2 separate regions of the Mus musculus genome follow, and region 2 is linked to region 1. A link is a contact called in public HiChIP or PLAC-seq data. All regions are on one chromosome and are shown on one strand. The core of a region is the stretch at or near the end of the contact, and the rest is flanking DNA. Distances in the headings are between cores, read along the strand shown.

Evidence for each region. HiChIP or PLAC-seq counts read pairs in DNA pulled down with a chosen protein or histone mark.
Region 2: a contact with region 1 is called in an H3K4me3 HiChIP or PLAC-seq map of embryonic stem cells, with 6 times the contacts expected there. The contact joins the promoter of Tns1 here to the promoter of 6030407O03Rik in region 1. A contact is called at or near these places in 1 of 115 datasets of contacts at active chromatin or transcription factors (embryonic stem cells) and 1 of 9 other capture datasets (embryonic stem cells).

The regions. Positions count from the first base shown.
Region 1 is chr1:73,861,200-73,868,233 of GRCm38.p6, reverse strand. 6030407O03Rik (RIKEN cDNA 6030407O03 gene) reads left to right here and starts at 3,768. Exons shown (of 9, transcript NR_045311.1): 1 at 3,768-3,859; 2 at 5,118-5,575.
Region 2 is chr1:74,120,446-74,127,479 of GRCm38.p6, reverse strand. It overlaps Tns1 (tensin 1), which reads left to right and starts at 2,932. Exons shown (of 33, transcript NM_001289895.2): 1 at 2,932-3,188. The coding sequence starts at 3,033. It overlaps Rufy4 (RUN and FYVE domain containing 4), which reads right to left and starts at 1,939. Exons shown (of 12, transcript NM_001170641.1): 1 at 1,866-1,939.

The sequences.
Region 1 (7,034 bases), core at 2,519-5,018:
TGGTTTGAAGATCTTGAGCCATAGTGGCTATGGATTCCAGAAGATTGAATCTCCGAGTTAAGGAACACACCTTTAATCTGGGCTATGCCTTTCATCTGGATTAAAGGTGTGGTGGAACACACCTTTAATCTGGGCTACACCTTTTGCTGGAGACAATATAAGGACATTGGAAGAAGGGAGTCTAGCTCTTGCTCTTGCTCCTTCGCCTGCTTGCTGCGTGAGACTGAGTAACTGCTAGATCCTTGGACTTCCATTCACAGCTGCGACTGAACCATTGTTGGGAATTGGGCTGCCGACTGTAAGTCATCAATAAATTCCTTTACTATTTAGAAATTATCCATAAGTTCTGTGACTCTAGAGAACCCTGACTAATACATGGGCAAAAGGACTTCTTATTAGAAATTTACTCTGGAATAGTTTAGAGAGCCAGGAGGATCACAAATTTAAGGCTACATGGACTATGTAGGGTCCTGCACGGGCTACATATTAAGACTGAATAATAGTAGTAGTAGTATTAATAATGATGATGACATCAATAATAACTATTATTATTATTTTAAAAAGGATTTACTTCATTTTAACTTGCCTGAATATTTGAAGTTGTTTCCAAGATTAAAAATATGCTATATAAATGAAAATATGAAAAAATATAAGGTATAGTTAGGAGAAACAAATCAATATAAACAAGACCAGAGGTGGGAATTAGCAAATACAGATTTAAAAATAAATAATAATACCTTTCCCCACTGATTTTCTAAAATCAATTAAAAACAGTGACCTACAGTTACAGAATGCAGAGTGAGTCCCAATCAGGACAAATCAGAAAAAAAAATCACACCCAGGTGTTTGAAAGAAAACTTCTAAAAAACCCAAATTAGGGAATACATTGTTTTAAAAAGTTAAATGCACATACACATTGTAATGTGAAATTTAGGTGATCTCTTAATATAAAATTTTAGGAGAAATTGTTCTGTATAATTATTATCCACTAGTGAAATAATAGTTTTAATTGGTTTGTCTAAAAACTACAATATTATATTTGTCATTTAAACAGAAAAGACATGAAAAGATAGTTCAAGATGTGTATGTGTAAGCCATACAGTGGAAAAAAAACCCATCATTTTCAACAAATGGAGCTGGTTCAACTGGTGGTTAGCATATAGAAGAATGCAAATCAATCCATCCTTATCTCCTTGTACAAAGCTCAAGTTCAAGTGGATCAAGGACCTCCACATAAAACCAGATACACTGAAACTAATAGAAGAGAAAGTGGGGAAGAGCCTTGAGCACATGGGCACAGGGGAAATTTCCTGAACAGAACACCAATGGCTTGTGCTGTAAGATCAAGAATTGACAAATGGGACCTCATAAAATTACAAAGCTTCTGTAAGGCAAAGGACACTGTCAATAAGACAAAATGGCAACTAACAGATTGGGAAAAGTTCTTTACCAACCCTACATCTGATAGAAGGCTAATATTCAATATATACAAAGAACTTAAGAAGTTAGACTCCAGAGAACCAAATAACCCTATTAAAAATGGGGTACAGAGCTAAACAAAGAATTCTCAACTGAGGAATACTGAATGGCTGAGAAGCACCTAAAGAAATGTTCAACATCCTTAGTCATCAGGGAAATGCAAGTCAAAAAACCCCCTGAGATTCTACCTCACACCAGTCAGAATGGCTAAGATAAAAAACTCAGGGGACAGCAGATGCTGGCGAGGATGTGGGGAAAGAGAAACACTACTCCATTGCTGGTGGGATTGCAAGCTGCTACAACCTGAAAATCAGTTTGGTGGTTCCTCAGAAAATTGGACATAGTACTGATCCAGCTATACCACGCTTGAGCATATACCCAGAAGATGCTCCAACATATAATAAGGACACATGCTCCACTATGTTCACAGGCTCTCCTGTTTCTCTCCCATCCCATCTCGTACATACTGACACAGGGCTGTGGTGTTGGCTTGGTGCTTCCCTATGTGCCCTGAATGTTCTCTTCTTAGTTGTCAGTTGGTCATCTTCTGTCGTCATGTTGTTAAAGTTGGGTGTGTGTGTGTCACAATCTATGTCCCAAGTCAGTGCTACCTGTCATCAATAAGTCAATTAAAAGTGCTTAATTAAAAGCAAAGCAAAGAAAGGGAGTTATTTAATGTGGCCACACTGGGAAGAGATCCAAGCAAACCTCTCACATCCTTCTGGTCCTGAAGTGGGATCAGTGTTTAAATAGAGAGACAAGGATGTGCACATCTAATCGGTCTGGTGAAGGCACGGTCCCGCCCACCACTGACGTCACTGGGCTTCACCTCTCATTCTGTAAGGAGGTCTCACAAGTCCTTAGAACTGTGTGAAGTCTGTTTCCGGAGATGAGTTCCCCCTTTTGGCTGGTGCCCTATTTTTCTCCCAGAATAAAATTCCTGGGGAAGCCCTCATTTCTCTGGGGTCCATTGCTTCCGTCGTCTTATAGAGCAAGAGACATAATTGTCTCTTTAGAATGTCTTCATTTCTGCAGGGCCAGTTACACTGACAAGATGGAGACAGTAAGCTCTGATCTACTTCTTATAAAGACACAAATGGTATCATGGGGTCCACCCCCCACCATCTCATTAAACCTAATTACCCTTCAAAGCCCCACCTCCTAATACTATCCTATCGGCGTTAGAGTTTCAGTGTATGACCCTTGGATAGACAAAAGCATACAGACCATAATAGTCTCCCTTTCCTTCTTCTCTTCCTACCCCCCCTCCCTCTTCTCTCTCTGACTCCTGTTTTTGTTGTTGCTCTATCTCCTGTATGTCCCACTTCTATCTCTTTGGGAGATACTGGGATCACCATTCCTAGTATATTGCTTATTTGCTATGTTAATCATGAGATTCGTTGAAGCAAAACCAATCTCACCATTTTGGGGCAAGCTTAAAAGCAAGCTTTATTAAATATTAAATACTGACCAAGATAAGGGCTTTGGTCAGGACCATTCCTGAAATTTCTCAGCAGAGAGTGGCCTTGAGCCCTGGGTTATGTTGAAGGGGTTTATAAGGACAAACCTATAGGTCATGGTACTTTCCCATGAGGCTTTGTTATTTTCCAAGAACTACAGTTCCCAGCATTCTAGGAAGTTACCTGTTGTCCTGAGCAGATAGGGCTTACAGGTTAAATTTGGGCATTACATTCCCCCTGGTGTTGCCTCTCAAGTCTTTGATCCTATGATGGGTACTTGTTTATATTTTAGATCTACTAACCATTAGAGTTACTATCTAGAAGGAGCCTGGACATGGATGGGAAACCAGTCATTTATTTTATCTCAGGTCCCTTTTTGCAATGTTTCTTGAGTACAGCCAAATTATAGTCCTGAATGATTTGTATAGAAATATTTTTAAAGGCACATAATACTTTTTATTTTGCATAAAGCAGGTTAAGTATCCTATCATATTGTAGAACTATTTTAGTTAATAAATCTACGAGTTGACAAATCTGGGCCCATTTTTCTGATGTGTCAGTCAGCTTATAGGTAGCCATTTTGTCCTCTATGCCACAGAGTTTCTCTTTGACTTAGCATTTTCAGCCTGTTAGGTGGGGTAACAGACAACATATTTTCTTCCGTAACTACTTCCAGCTGACATTAGGGTGTTGTTGCCAGGGCCCCAGAAGACTGAGAGGCTAGTGAAAGGCTGGACAATGGGGCATTTGTCAGAAGCACTGGATTGGCTGATCCAGCTGAAGGCACAAGGAGCAATCATGTTGGCTGGACTGGTTTACATAATTTTCAGCAAGTCCAGAGCTCTGCAGTTTGCATCCCTGGATGAAGTCTGTCAGCCAAGTGAAAATCTGTTGAGACAAATATAGACTCGGGACAGAAGGTAAATTTTTGTGTTACCGGGGAGGGGGAGGAATCCCAAGACCAGGGGAAACTCCATTCTTAGGGACAGACAGATACAGAAACTCAGGCTGTACTGTCCGGAGTCCATTTGACTCTGGTAGGTGGATCCAAGTCTTACGACTTCTCTGATTCCCTGAAGCTCATGCGAATTTTCAGTTCATAAAAGGAGATAGATCAGCGTTGCCATTTTATTGAAATTCACATGGTAGGGAAAGCAGTTGATGGGACTCTGTGAAGCAGCAGACTTACGCCTTTGAGTCTTAGTAAGAACTGTAGCATTTTTCTCTGAACATGAAAAAAATTTTTTTCTGTTTAAAGAGCCAGGTGTATAATTGGATAGAGATATTTTAACCCAATAAAAAGCACCTCTAAGTCTATATCTAGAAGATAACCAAAGAAAACTCAAAATCCTGAGCTTGTGACTGAGTAGTAAAACAGCTGGTACTTCATCAAATCCTGACACCCCCCCCCCCCAAATTTCAGGGCAATAACAGCATAGAATGGAAAAGGAATCCGAAACCTTTTTTATTTCTATATATCCACAATCATTTTTGAGATCCTTATAACTTATTCAAGTTTTTTTTATTCTCAAATCTTTATATATTTCAGAACGAAATTTTTTCATCTAGTCATTTACCAAAGACATAAGTACTCGTTATTGAAAGCAGTCATTGTAAAGCAGGCTTCTTTAGCAGAAACCATCTGAAACCTGTTTATTCTTTAATATGAAGCTCATGGGCAAGGCGAACCTGTTTGTCTTCTTTTAAGAAGAGACCTAGTAGCTTTAACTAGTGAACTGGTTAATGAACGGGGCAGGTGAGGCTTACAGGTTAATTTGGGGCATTCCACCTGTATCCCCAACTCCTCTGTAATCTCCAATGCAGCATCAGTTAGTTCCCTGGCTCTTTGCACAGATACCCTGCTCGCTGTGCATGGCTAGTACATTGCTAAAGAGCATTCACTGTTAATCGTAAACGAAAGATTTACAGTCTCCAGATTTTTATTTGCTAAGTTTAAAGGACCACTCAGCTTCATGTCCCATCATCCCTCAGTCCCAGGCTTCAAGTGACGGCTCAGTCTCAGTTTCCCCTCTGGCCAGCAGGGAGTGCTTTCCTTTCCCACAACAGGTGTCGATATCTAGAAAGCTCCGCCGCTGTCACCTTCCTGTTGCTCCATCGCTATCTCAGAGTGCTAGCGAGCAACACCAAACCTCTGCTTCTTTCTTTCGCTTCTTCTAGGATCCCGGAGGCCCTCACCCACACCATGGAATCCCAGTCCCCCAACAGCTTCCGTGATGGGGCTTCTTTTAGGAAAACCAAACTCTTCTGGAGGCCAAGACCTGAAGGCCTGCACAGGGCGCCCAAGCCCACCAGGGGGTAGTGTCTACCCGTGCGGAGAGGCCCTGAGAGGCCCAAGCAGAGGAAGGCAGAGGCCAGATCTTGTTAGGCAGTGCAGACGTGCACAAGAGAACGTGCTGGCCTCAGACCAGGCCTGGAGCGTGCAGTACCCTGCGTATGCCTAGGTGTGGCCTCAGGTGCCAGACACTCAGCTGGTCGCTCTGACTTCCGGACCTCTGTCTGAAAATTTCCCTGGCAGTCTGCAATCCTTTGTCCACGGAGGCGGGAAGCTTAGCAGTTTGTCTTCTTTATAGCCTGCATCTTTAGAGGTGTTAAGGTCCCCTAGCCATTGATGGGAGGTGCGGAGCAGACTGGGAAGGGGAGGAGTGGGGGATGGGGCCTCATTTGCCTTCTGCTGCTTAAAGAGATGCTTTGATTTCTAAACGTTTGCAGTTTGTGAAAGCCTTATTTGAAAAGACTCTTAGCTTAGGCAAGCTGCCAGTATTCTACTATCCTTGAGGTTCTTCACTCATGATCAGGGGTCTGGGTGAGACTTCCTAGCCAGCTGTCCCTCACGGGAAGGGACATGTTTCAGGGCCAGGCCTTACAAAGTATTAGTTGCATGCACTCTCTCAGCTTTGTGGAGGTTTGCCTTTTTCCTGTGACTTTGCCTTTTTTTTTCTTTATTAGATATTTTCTTTATTTACATTTCAAATATTATCCCCTTTCCTGGTTTTCCTTCTGAAAATTCCCTATCCCCTGCTCCCCAACCCACCCACTCCCATTCTTGGCCCTGGCATTCCCTATACTGGGGCATAGACCCTTCACTGGACCTAGGGCCTCTCCTCCCATTGATGACCGACTAGTCCATCCTCTGCTACATATGCAGCTAGAGCCACAAGTCCCACCATGTGTTTTCTTTGATTGGTGGTTTAGTCCCAAGGAGCTCTGGGGGTACTGGTTAGTTCATATTAATGTTCCTCCTATGGGGCTGCAAACCCCTTCAACATGTAATAAGGACACATGCTCCACTATGTTCATAGCAGCCTTATTTATAATAGCCAGAATCTGGAAAGAACCCAGATGTCCCTCAACAGAGGAATGGATACAGAAAATGTGGTACAGTTTCATAATGGAGTACTACGCAGCTATTAAAAACAATGAATTTGTAAAATTCTTAGACAAATGGATGGATCTGGAGGATATCATCGTAAGTGAGGTAACCCAATCACAAAAGAACACACCTGATGTGTACTCACTGATAAGTGGATATTAGCCCAGAAGCTCAGAGTCCTTTTTAGTAGGGGGAACAAAATGCCCATGGAAGGAGTTACAGAGACGAAGTTCGGAGCAGAGACTGAAGGAACGACCATCCAGAGGCTGCCCCACTTGGGGATCCATCCCATAAACAACCACTAAACCCAGACATTTTGGCAGATGCCAACAAGAGCTTGCTAACAGGAGCCTGATATAGTTGTCTCCCGAGAGGCTCTGCCAGTGCCTGGCAAATACAGAAGTGGATGCTCACAATCATCCATTGGACAGAGCACAGAGTCCCCAATGAAGGACCTAGAGAGAGGATCCAAGGACCTTGGCTTTTCATCTGTGTGTGTCAAACACTTGAGTTGAAATCCAAGTGGTGTCATTTTGTATCTGAAAGAGGTGGTGCCACAGTTTCTTCCTCTGTAAAGGGGGACTGCTAATCATGCTTTTCTAAAGGGAGACTTCAAAAGCCACTGTTTTCTTCTTAGGGTTTGCTCCCATGTGTCCCAGGGGTATGGCTCTGGCTGGTTTGAGCCAGCACTAACTAACTCATGT
Region 2 (7,034 bases), core at 1,683-4,182, 260 kb before region 1:
AGGAATCCCAGTTGTTATTATTATTTCTTCTTCTTCTTCTTCTTCTTCTTCTTCTTCTTCTTCTTCTTCTTCTTCTTCTTCTTCCTCTTCCTCTTCCTCTTCCTCTTCCTCTTCCTCTTCCTCTTCCTCTTCCTCTTCCTCCTCCTCCTCCTCCTCCTCCTTCCTCTTCCTCTTCCTCCTCTCTGTCTGTCTCTCTCTCCCTCTCTCTCTCTGAGATAGGGTTTCTCTGTGTAGCCCTGGCTGTCCTGGAACTTGTTCTGTAGACCAGGGTGGGCTCTGCTTATTGAGTGCTGGCACTAAAAGCATGCTCCATCACCACCCAGCTGCCAGTTGTGTCTTGAAGACTGATATAAAGACATGAATATGGCCTCTACTTAATTTTTTTCTGTTTCTTTTTTTTATTAGGTATTTTCCTCATTTACATTTCCAATGCTATCCCAAAAGTCCCCCATACCCACCCCCACAATCCCCTACCCACCCACTCCCCCTTTTTGGCCCTGGCGTTCCCCTGTACTGGGGCATATAAAGTTTGCAAGTCCAATGGGCCTCTCTTTCCAGTGATGGCTGACTAGGCCATCTTTTGATACATATGCAGCTAGAGACAAGAGCTCCGGGGTACTGGTTAGTTCATATTGTTGTTCCACCTATAGGGTTGCAGTTCCCTTTAGCTCCTTGGGTACTTTCTCTAGCTCCTCCATTGGGGGCCCTATGATCCATCTAATAGCTGACTGTGAGCATCCACTTCTGTGTTTTCTAGGCCCCGGCATAGTCTCATAAGAGACAGCCATATCTGGGTCCTTTCAGCAAAATCTTGCTAGTGCATGCAATGGTATCAGCAGTCTCTACTTATTGAGCTATCACTGGTGTTGGTCACCCTGGCCATTGCTGACATCTTTGTCTCATTCAATCCCCTTAGTAGCCTCCAGAGCATAGCATTACACATGGTGACTAGGCACAGAGAGGGTAAATCTCAGCCCAGTATCACAAAGCTGTAAGCTGAGCTCAGACTTCCTTATGAGTCGAACAGAATGCCTGCACCATGGGGACACCCAGCTAGGGGAACTGTCACCTCCTTTCCCCCGGACTAGCCCCTGAGCCTCAGCAGAGTGTCATTGCCTTGGGACCCACATTCATCCTTTCCAGGGCCCCAGCTGAGTGGAAAATGTATGTTCTCTGGGAAAGCATGCAGAAGTAGACAGAGGGTGCAACATTGGGACTGAACCAATGTTCGGTGTGGGGAGCAGGGTGCCTGGTTTGAATCCCACCACCCTCTCTCGTAGAACTCTACTTCTGTCTCTCAAGGGTCCTGGGGCTCAGAGAGGGATACTGTTGCCCTTGAAGGATGTTGAATGAGCTTAGGCTGAGATCCTGGCATCAAAAGCCAGGCCAGGTGTCCAGCTTCCCAGGCAGGAGTGCTGGAGTTTGTGGGCAGGGTAGCTCTGGCATGATCCTGTAGCAGTGGATCATGGGGGGAAGAAAGGGAAAAGAAGAAAAGAAAGGCTAGGACAGCAGTGCATGGGGCCCAGGATCGGGAGTCAGAAGATAAAGGTCCCGTCCTGGACTGGTCACCCTTTCTTAGGCTCCACTTTCCTGACCTGTACACCAAGGGTTAGACAGAAGTTCTCTACAAGCTGGGCGTGGTGGCGCACGCCTTTAATCCCAGCACTGGAGAGGCAGAGGCAGGCGGATTTCTGAGTTCGAGGCCAGCCTGGGCTACAAAGTAAGCTCCAGGACAGCCAGGGCTATACAGAGAAACCCTGTCTCAAAAAAACAAAAAACAAAAAACAAACAAAAAAGAAGTTCTCTACAGACCTTTTCTAGGGTCTCTCTACCTAATCCCCAAGCCCAGGGACTCCCGTGCTCACCTGAGAAAAGCTTGTCTGTTTGGGATGTGGGCAGGATTCTGTAGCCTGAGTATGTCCCTTGTGACTGTGGGCTCTGCACAGTCTTTTCCAGCTCTCCTGCCTGGGGAGTGACTCAGCCCAGCCTGAAGGGGGCTGGACCAACCCTGGCCAGGGAGAAGTGGTAGAGAAAGATCAGGGCACTGAGGCAGAATGGGTGGCTTCCTCAAAGTCATCTGGCATGAGGCCAGTTGGTGGCAAAACACAACACCGGCAGGGGCTTCCTTTCCCGGGCACCTGCTCCTGTCTTTCTGTCTTGTTGCCAGTAGATGGCGGAAAGGGGCTGACAGAAGCGCTAGTGGGCTCCTTTTCTCGAGTTGTCTCTTCTGTCACTGGACTGAAAGTGACACAGGTGGGGAGAAGGGGCAAACGGCCACCAAGTGTCTTTCTCCCTCCTCTTACCCCAGCCAGCTGCGGGATCCCAGTCAGTGTTGGGGTGCCTTCCTTCCAGCCCTGGTACCCACTTCCCGGGGATGGAAACGCCAGGTGGGCTGCTCGGTGTAGGGTGGTCTTTCCCGCTGCTCTCGTTCAACTTCCTGGTGCTGGGGTCATCCTTTTTCTAGGCCAGGCTGGCATGTCACTTAAAACCAAGGGTTAGGGACTTCTAGAACTACTTTTACGAGCTCGAGGAACTACTTGTAAGTAGGGCTCAGAGCGATCCCCAAACGTGCTGTTCTCTGCTCCATGTCCCGCCCTTCTGCCCGGTGCAGAGCCAGATCTAACCCCGGCGCTCCCCTCGTCCTCCATGCCACCGTCTCTGTCCCTTCAGATCCCTTCTCTGGTGTCAGTCTCTCAGTCGCTCACTAGTCACGGCGTCGCTCTCTTGCGTTCCCAGTTCAGCCTGTCCCGGGGATCCCGCCGCCGCCCCTCCCGCCTTCCCGCGCCCTCGGGTCCCCTCCCCGCCTTCTGCCTCCAGCGTCCGTGTCGCCGCCCCTCGCCAGGCCCCGCACTCCCACTGCCTGGCAGAGCGGTGGCGGAGGCGGAGGCGGACTCCGACGGGGCGGGCCGGGGGCGTCGCCCTTCTTCCCCACGTCGCAGACGCCTGGGGCCGAGAGGTCGCTGGGGCTGGGGGGCGGGCCGGCTCGCGGGTAGTCCGCGTCCCCGCCCCGGGCCCGCCGGGTCCCGGGCCGGATGGGCTGCACCGTGAGCCTGGTGTGCTGCGAGGCGCTCGAGCCTCTGCCCTCCTGCGGCCCGCAGCCCCCCGGGACTCCGCCGGGCCCCGCGCGGCCCGAGCGCTGTGAGCCCGGGGGTGCGGCGCCCGACCCGAGGAGGCGGCTGCTGCTTCAGGTAGGGAGCTGTGGGCCGGATGCGGGCAGCGGGCACGGCAGAGCCCGGTCCATCTGGGACAGTAAGGAGTCTGGGAAGGTGTAGGTAGGAGAGTGGGAGGGCCCTGCAGTCAGTTCTGTGGAGGTCACACCTGGGCCTCTGGTGTCCTTGAAGGGCAAATACCTGTGAGACGTTGGTGCCAGGTCTGTGATCCACTGCTAGAGAAATTGAAGCAGGGAGGTTCTAAGCCAAGGCCAGCATAGTGAGATCGTTTCTCCAACAAACTAAAACCAACCAAATCCCCCAACTCAAACTCTCCCAAACACCAAAACTAGTAAGACAAAAAACCCAAAACAAGCAAGAAGAAAGAGGAAAAAGCAAGAGGCAGAGAGAGGGAGGCAGCAGGCTATTAGTGAGAATTTGGAACCACCCAAGGGTGCTGGGGTGAGGAGAGAAAGGTTAATATCCTCTTAGCTTGGAGTGGGGGGGGGGGGGGCAGAATGGTGGCTGTCTTGGTGTTTTCTACCAGGAGGAACGGGGCTGTCAGAGCCAGCAGGGCCCACAGTAGGATCTGAGGAGGTGGGTGGGTCCAGTAGAGTCCCCCTTTCTCCTCCCTCCTATTCTTTTCTCGGTGAGTCTTGGAACCTGGATGCTGAAAAGTGACCAGGAGCAAAAATAGTGATGACCAGGGAAGCAGGCTGGCTGGACACCCCGGGCTTTGCATAGGCTCTGTATTTTCCTGGAGAGGAAAAAAAATGGTGTTTTGTATCAGCAGGGACTGGCCATCTCTAGTTCAGCCCTTGCAGAACCCTAGTCTCCCTCTCGGGATAGGAGGAGCAGTCTCATGGGATGGTGTGCTGACTTTGTTCTGGGCGAGACTGGGGCCCTTCAGTTCCTTCTCCACTGGAGGCCAGCAGAGTTAGCGTTGACTCCAAGTGCATCCTGCAACCACATCCCAGGGCACCTCCATACGGACAGAGGCGGGCCGATATGGCAATATGTACTTATGCACATGTTTTTGTGAGTGCGTCAAGTGCCCAAGACTCTCCTCTGCACCACTTGACTGGCTACACCACTAGGGCACAGATGAGAGCATATTGGTGGTTATATGCCACAGGCAGAGGCACAGGGTTGGGAACTTGTAAATGGAACGCTCTATCCTGCAAGGTGGTAGACAGTGACTGGTCACAATGAATGATAGATCTGGGGACGGAATTGTCATCTGTGTCCCAAAGTGGCTGGTGTCCTAGCTGGATTCTCATGAAATAATCCGGGGGAGGACTCGGGGAGCCTGGAAGTAAGAATTGGGTATCCCAGTTCCTGGTGATGGGCACAGAACTGGGGTGACATGCTAGAGCTCTTAGCTTCCTGTCCCTCCAAAGTCATTAGGATATCCTCTCCAACCCCCACCCCAGCTCAGAGCCTCTCACTCCTCTACCTTGCAAGATGTCCAGGGTTGATGAGGAGACAGTAGCTCTCCCTATCTCAGATCCTGGGTTATCCCTTTGAGGGTAAGTCTGAGCTGCTCACTGGGGGTTGGGGATTCGAGTAGAGAGCCCTGGGAGGCATCTCAGACACCACTGTACATACCTTGATGCTCCTACCTCTTGCTTGGCAGAGCTCTCCAGGCTGACCATCCACTTTCCTGTTTTATTCTGCTGCTCTTCAGACATGGCCCCAACCCTTCTGTGGTCTCTCTATGGGCTCAGGACTCTTACTCCCTCCCACACTCTCTGCAGCCAGCCTTGCCATGGTGGGGGGATGCCCATTGGTCATGTGGGAGTGGGCAGGGGTGAATAACTGGGGCTGCGACCTGAGAAGGAAATCAGGGGCGGGCGCTGGAGGTGGGTGAGTCAGGGGAGGAGGAGTGGGAGGGTTTGTATGTACCCTGTGTGACAGCGACAGGGACAGGGATGTTTGTATTCAGGGACAAGTGTCTGTCTGCATTTGGATGAGCTGGTTTTCCAGGGGCCTCTTGGGAGAGCTTGCTGTGACTCATTCCCTCCCTTATCTGTATGGATAAGGCTCCATCTCAGCCTTATGCCCAGGTCCTGGCTCAAGCAGGGGCTGCTGGACTGGCAGCTCTCTTGCTTACCTAGGACCCCATTCACAGGTAACTCTCAGGAGACGAATACAGCCCAGGAAAGAGCAGCCTCTGCCTATCACCAGAGCCCTTGCTGGAGGAGGTGTGATACTCACGTTCTTGTTCTGGATAAACATCTCTTGGGCTCTCACCCTCCCAGGAACTCAGCTCAGAAGCTACCAGGCATCTGGGCTGGCAGCCAGGGCCCTCCTACTGCCACAGACACGTGCCAGCCGCCATTCCTGCCTAGCCCATCCCATGGGCCAACTTCTTGCCCTGAGGCCTGCTGGGCTCATGTCTCTGACTCCCTTTTCAGCCTTGCTGTTCTCCTGCTCACGATGCCCCCTTTGCCCACTGTGGCACCCCTGTCTCCTATGCAGGTTACCTTCCTCACTCTGGTGAGATGCCCCCACTTCCCACCCCTACTCACTCTGTCTCTGCAGCCATGGCTACATTGGCAGACCTGAATCTGAGACCTGCCCCTCCTCCCTATTTGGAGGATGATGTCGCTCCAGTTTTGTACTATCTGAGCTTGGCTCCTATACCCTCAGTCAGCTTTTATTTTAATTATTAATTTAAAAAAACATTTTTATATATTTATTTGTTTAGTGTGTGTGTGTTGTGTGCACACACCATGATACATGTGTAGAAGTCAGAGGACCGCCTGTGGGAGTCACTTCTCTCCTTCTAACCATGTGGGCCCCTAAGAACAAACTCACAGCAGCACGCTTGGCAGCAGGTGCCTTTACCAGCTGAGCCGTGTCATGGTCCTCACTCAGCTGGCTTCTTTGGCCCTCACAGTTTGTGCATGCTGAGCCCTCCTGAGGCTCCTGTGGGGGCCTGAAGAGGAAGGAGGGTGGGGATTGGCATCCCTCCTGAGTGTTCCCGCCAAGCTCCTCTGACCTGGGCGCCAAAGGGCCTGGCGGGCATCTCTAGGTGCCAGCCTCGCCTCCTCACTCTGCCATATCTGAGACAAGTGGGTGCTTGTCTGATGGTGGCAAGAGCAGAAGGAAGAGGCTTCGGGGTGGTTCTTCCTCCTCCTCCTCCTCCTCTTCCTCTTCCTCCCCCTTCCTGTGGGGCTGCTTCTCTGGCCTCTGTTTCTCCCAGCCTGGGGTCCCTGAAGTTTAACAGACCCTCAGTCACCCATATTGTCACATCCTACAGCACAGACAGAAGACCCATGTCTAACCCAGCTCTCACTCCCGTGCATTGGGTCACCTTCTCTTCTCCTAGTTTGCTAGAGTTGGAGAGCTCCAGAGCTGAAGTTCATGGCTCTGAACCCGAGGCCGCCACACACTGTCCTGGTGAGAATGTGCTGAAGGTAGTGTGCTCTCTAGGGAGGAGTGTACAAATGCCCACACGGCTGCAGCACACACAGTCACTGTCATGCATCTCTTCGGACTCACCCTGGCTCTGCCCCTCTGCTTTGTGTTTCACAAATAAGCACCCCAAGACTCAGAGAAGGGACGTGACTCCCCTGGTGTCACACTTCAAGCGAATGCCAGAACTACGAGAGCGTATTCCAGTGTCCTGGCCCCAGAAGGATGCGGAAGTGGTGTTTCCATAGGGACTGGGAAAGACAGGGTCTAGCAGAATGAGTACTGTGCTCAGAGGTCTTGGGATGGAGGGTGTTGGGGACTTCCAACGGAAGTTTAGAGACTTTCTTTAGTTGCCCTGTTTCCCCATGAGCCCCTTTTCTGGGCCATGGTTGTGGTATGAGAGGGATAGAGGCCAAGGCAGGAGCCTGGGCAGATGATGAGGCCCTTTGGGAAGGAGATGATGAT